Regions from separate parts of the Mus musculus genome. Here region 1 is linked to region 2. Evidence: chromatin contacts called from public promoter capture Hi-C data. All regions are on one chromosome and are shown on one strand. The core of a region is the stretch at or near the end of the contact, and the rest is flanking DNA. Distances in the headings are between cores, read along the strand shown.

Evidence for each region. Promoter capture Hi-C pulls out the DNA fragments that hold promoters and counts their contacts.
Region 1: a contact with region 2 is called in a promoter capture Hi-C map of hippocampal neurons, with 5 times the contacts expected there. The contact joins the promoter of Susd4 here to the enhancer-like site in region 2. A contact is called at or near these places in 10 of 39 promoter capture datasets (the C10 cell line, the HPC-7 cell line, HPC-7-derived erythroid cells and 6 more).

The regions. Positions count from the first base shown.
Region 1 is chr1:182,762,535-182,765,480 of GRCm38.p6, forward strand. It overlaps Susd4 (sushi domain containing 4), which reads left to right and starts at 1,682. Exons shown (of 9, transcript NM_001356461.1): 1 at 1,682-1,862; 2 at 2,472-2,654. The coding sequence starts at 2,507.
Region 2 is chr1:181,892,465-181,895,238 of GRCm38.p6, forward strand. No RefSeq gene overlaps it. Among named protein-coding and RNA genes, the nearest start is that of Gm33669, 15 kb to the left of the region's middle. Within about 2 kb of position 1,492, at least 11 of the 459 cell types and tissues checked have an H3K27ac peak or open chromatin away from gene starts, as enhancers often do. A contact at or near this core is called in hippocampal neurons, where this site is marked.

The DNA of each region.
Region 1 (2,946 bases), core at 432-2,931, 870 kb after region 2:
AGGAGACTTAAGCGCAGATCCCAGGCTTGGGACAGATGAACTTGGATGGTCCTGTTGGCCCTGGTAGTCTTATAAGCCGATTGTTGCAGCTAAGCGGCAGACTTCAGATACATTTGTTGCATGGTCAACAAATAGTTTTATGCCCTGTGGATCTGACAGCTATTTTTAAAACGGTAGATATTTTATTGAGAATAAGCTAGAATAAATATTCAATTTGCAGCGAACAATCTTAGGACCTTGGAAACACAGAAAAATGCCCAAGTAATGCTTTGGGCTTCAGAGTTCAGGCTTTAGCAGAAATGCATTTGTGATAACCAAAACTGTTCAACTTACTCCGTGCAAAGCTGACATCTCAATTTTACAAATCGAAAAAAAAAATCAACAACATTGAACTAGATTTATCTACTAAAAGCTAATTTCTCCTGCAAGAATTTGTTAAAATTACTCGCAGTAAAAGCCAACACGGTAAAAGCTGTAATTTCCAAACTACCTTCAGTATGTGAGATTTTGGGAAAGTCGATAGAAGGACGAGATGATTTGGTGGCTGTATCAGAAACATGGTTTTTCATATCCACAAATTGCTACAGAATAATGGGGATCCAGTGGTTCAAAAATACTGCCTGCCGGCCCTACCTCATTAAGGCACACCCCTTAATCACCAAGGCTCACACAAGTACCCTAGGAGCCGGCCCAGACCTCAGAGGGAGGTCTAGCTTGCTGGGGAACAGCAAAGGTTGGGAGAACAGAGCTAGCAGCAGGCTGAACTTAAGACACCAGGAAGGGACCGCTGACCAGGGGAACGTTCTTTCCTGGGGACCCCTGATCCTTTCGGGTTCTTACCCAAAGGAAATAAGCTTCCGGTGATATCCAGCTTTCCCGCATTGGCACCCATCATCTCACTGCCCGGTCACTTGTCTCCCTGAGGGAGAGCCTCTCAAGAGAAAGCTCCGAGAGATGCTTGCGTCTATCTCCAAGGCAGCCAAGAGGGAAAATGCCGACGGTGCAAGGGACGGGAGACAGAGACCCAGCCTCCTCGGGCTGTCCACTGGGCTCTAGGGGAAGCTCACACCCGTGGAGATGTTCGGGGTCACCAAGAACTTGAGGTTTTAGCAGCAAGGGTTGTGCTTACACCGCCCCATTCAAGTTAACCCTGTCATCGGTGATGGTCCTGGGTGGGATCATCCTGTCCACCTCCACCTTCGAGGTCACAGCCTCTGGTGGCACACACGGGGCTAAGGGCTCCAGAGGCCACTGGTGAAGGATCGCGGCGCAGACCTGCGGTGTGTGCGCGTGCGTGTGCCTGGGTATGTGTGCGTGCATACGCGTATGCGCGTGTGTGAATGCGTGTGCGTGTGTGCCGCCGCCTGGCGACTCGTGCCCGACAGGTGCAGGCGCGCCGGCTTCCCATTGGCCACGGCGTCCTCCTCCGCCCACGCCATCCCCTTACCCCTGCTACCGGCGCTGGCTGGGACCCGCCGAGGCGCGTGCAGGCCCGCGCGCCCCTGCCCTTCCCGCGCGCGCCCGGGCCTCGTCCCTTCCTCCCCCTCTCCGCGCCGCCGCCGCGCGCTCCCGAGCTCAGGTAGCGGGCGCGCGCAGCCCGGCAGCCGTGGCCCTCGTCACCCCCGCCCCCGGCCACTCGGGGGAGCCCGGGGAGGGAGCGCGCGGCGGGACGGGCGGGGGCGGTGTAGCCCGGCAGCCGCCGAGGCTTCCGTCTCGCTCGCTCGCTCGCTCCTCTGTCTTGCTCGCTCGCTCGCTTGCTTGCTCGCGCAGAGGCGGCAGCAGAGGTCGCGCACAGATGCGGGTTAGACTGGCGGGGGGAGGAGGCGGAGGAGGGAAGGAAGCTGCATGCATGAGACCCACAGGTAAGAGCCGGAGCCCGGAAGGGGCTTGCCTGCCCCGGGGAGGCGTGCGCAGGCCGGGCTGGGCGAGTTGGCTCCTGGCTCAGCTCCCCTAAGGGAGGAATTTTTAAAATAAAAATAACAGCTCAGATTTCATAAGGGACTGGGGCAATAGGAGCCTCCCAATCCTTGGAAAAGCAGAGAAGTATCCAGGGGCAGCAGGGGGCACATTGTGAGATTCCTCAGAGTGAAATGTACAGGCCCGGGGAAAAGTGTTTTCTCAGCCGCTTGATGCTATAAGGCTTTAGACTTTCCTGTCATGATCAGAGCCGCTGAATCCCGGGGACCAGCACAGAGCCAGTGTGCACTAACCCCTGTCCTCTCTCCCCTCCTCCATCCCTCCCGCACGCGCAGTATCCCATGGTGGCTGCTACTCTCTGGACCCTGCATGGGGGGTGGCAGGGAGGATCTCGCTGTGGGAAAGGGGGCGGGGGCTGCGCAGGGGCGAACAGGGATGGGATGGGATGGAGCCCGCAAAGCCCAGGCACCGGGCCCCCAGGGTGGAGGAGGGAGAGCTTGGCCCCAGAGCCCGGGCAACCCCGGGGTATTGTCGTGTTCCGCTCCTGGTTGCAGACTCTCGCAAGCTGGATGCCCTCTGTGGATGAAAGATGTATCATGGAATGAACCCGAGCAATGGAGATGGATTTCTAGAGCAGCAGCTGCAGCAACAGCAGCCTCAGTCCCCCCAGAGACTCTTGGCCGTGATCCTGTGGTTTCAACTGGCGCTGTGCTTTGGCCCTGCACAGCTCACGGGTGGTGAGTGACCCCGCTGTGGTGGGGGGAGCTTTGAATGGCCCAGCAGGGAGGGGAGACTGTACCGACCGGACAGCACTGCGCCTTCTGCATACGTGCAGACTTTAGGGGTGCCTGAGAAATAGAGTCCCTGTGTCCCAGCCTTCTGCAAAACCCCTGGAGTTCACAGAAAATTGTGTGGAACCGGTGTAGGTTCGCACACCCACCGGCAGCCCAATTGGGCTTTTCTGAAGGAAGGATAAGAAGCCTGGCACATTTTCCCATTTTGGCCCAGAGGAAAAAGAGGATCAAAGGA
Region 2 (2,774 bases), core at 242-2,741:
TCAAATCCATGTTAGATATTAATAAATACAACACTGGAGGGTGGATTAGGGACTGAGTTCTCATGTATACATACATATCTGACCAGAGATTGTGTGTGTGTGTGTGTGTGTGCACATATTTCCATTCTGTTAAAACCTGTCATGCCTTTAATCCCATCACTTGGGAGGCAGAGGCCGGAAGATTTCTGAGTTCAAGGTCAGCCTAGTCTACAGAGTGAGTTCCAGGACAGCCAGGGCTACACAAGAGAAACCCTGTCTCAAAACCAAACAACCAAAAATCTGTCACAAAGGTTAATTTCCACTTTGTGCTTAAAAACCTTGGATTATTATGAAGGGCAGAATCACCTCCCTAACCCAAGAACTTGTGAAACAGTGGACAGTGGCTCTCAACCTGTGGGTTGTGACCTCTCTGGAGTAGAATGACCCTTTCACAAGGGGTCACCTAAGACCATCAGAAAACACAGATATTTACATTATGATTCATACAGTAGCAAAACTAGTTAAGAAGCAGCAATGAGGGGCTGGAGAGATGGCTCCTTAAGAGCATTAACTGCTCTTCCAGAGATCCTGAGTTCAATTTCCAGCTACTACATGGTGGCTCACAACCATCTGTAATAGGATTCAATGTCCTCTTCTGGTGGTGTGTCTCAAGACAGCTACACTGTGCTCACATACATAAAATAAAAAAATTTTTTTCTTGGTTTTTGAGACAGGGTTTCTCTGTGTAGCCCTGGATGTCCTGGAGCTCACTCTGTAGACCAGGCTGGCCTCAAACTCAGAAATCCACATGCCTCTGCCTTCCGAGTGCTGGGACTAAAGGCGTGCGCCACCACGCCCGGCTCAAACAAATCTTTTTAAAGTAGCAGCAGCAATGAAAATGTTGTGGTTGTGGGCCAACACAACATGAGGGCCTGTATTAAAGGACCACAGAATTAGGAAGGTTGAGAACCACGGTTATAGAATACCTTTCAGAGGAAAAAAAAAGTGGCCTCATCTCCTTGCTGGGTTGGGAGCTTTATAGAGTCTACCCCATGAGAATGGAGAAACTACTCCATAGTCCTGCATGCTGCTGTGTGACAACTTAAAATGCAATCCATTTAAAAACGAATCAAATATAAACATCTCGAGAGGGGCAGGGAGTCCTGTCTTGTAAGTATCCATTTGGTAGGTGTAGTCATGAATGAAAGGTGCTTCTCATTTACATTCCAGGGAAACAAAGAACACGGTTTGTGGTGTGCTCGGGTTTGGATCTCTGGATGTTTGCTGGATTGATGCCAGGCTCACAACAGGAGGCTCACAGTCCCCTCTGATATCCTCCCAGGTGGCTACCGCCATAGTGTGTACATAGAGGAGGTGCCTGCTGAAGTGGCATGGCATCTGTGGTGGCCCACCATGGCTATTCCTAGATACAAACGCAGAAGAAAGGCGTCCATCTGTTCAGCACACATGCTGGGAGACTCATAGTGGCACTGCTCGTAATAGCCCCAAGCTGGGAACTACTCTATCACACTGAGCACGGACTACCCACCACAATGCGCTGTGGATGAGGCTCACGCACAAGACTGAGAGAAAGATGCCAAGCACAAAAAGGCACAGTTCCATTTATATCAAGCACAGGAGACAGCCAAGTGTGGCGAGAAGAAGGCAGGAGAGGTTATGCTGGCTGTGAACTACAGAAAGAACATGAAGGGGCTCACATGGAGTCCCATATGGATGCTTCTTGACCCTGGTGCTAGTCACACATGCATTTAGTGAGCTGTGTGCAGCAAGTTTCCTGTTTTAGTCCAACTGATAAGAGGGCCAAACATGATGGTAAGGCCTCAACCACTTATCAGGGTTCTGGCTAAAAACTATCAAATCTCCTTACAGCATTTAGGTGGCCTGTTTGTGCGGACACACTTGTCTCAGCAGATTGAAACCTATCACCTATCTTCAAAGGTAGGTTCCAAAGGTTCTAGGCTCAGAGGCAGAGCTACAAAAAAAAAAAAAAAAAAAAGTCTCAGGATACATAACGACTAAGCTTCCTGGTTTCACAAATTCAACTGTGTATTGTATGAATCACAGCGACAACTATCCGATTACCACAGCAACAACGTTGCATCTGATGTTCTTGTTTCTTTTAAACAAAACAAAAAAGCCCCATTATATCTAAGTACACTGTAGCTGTTTTCAGATGCACCAGAAGAGGGCATAGGATCTCATTTCGGATGGTTGTGAGCCACCATATGGTTGCTGGGATTTGAACTCAGGACCTTCAAAGAGCAGTCAAGTGCTTTTAACCGCTGAGCCATCTCTCTAGCCCTCTTTTTTTTTTTTTTTTTGTTTCTTGTTTTGCATGTAAGTACGTGTACCATGTGTGTGCCTGATGACTGTGGAGGTCAGATCCTCTGGAACTGGAGTTCCAGATGCCTGTATGTAAGCCACCACATAAATGCTGGGAACCGACTCCAGGTTTACAGAGCAGCAAGTGCTCTTAATCTTGGGGCCACTTCTCTAGACCCTGGGGATGATTTTAAAACCTAGCTCTGAAGAAGACATCTTCAAGATGGTTAAGGCCTACGCCTAGAGCACTTGGGAGACTGACAGAGGAGGATCAGAGTCTGAGCTATACACAAAATTTGCAACAAGATTGAGAAGGATAGTGAGTGAAGCTGTGTCAAAAACTGTGGTACTGATGGACAGCGTGGGCTGTCGGCAGCAGGCAGCTACCCCTCAGCACATTGCAACCACAGAAACCATGTTAGGGTGATTTCTGACGACCCTAACCCTTCACA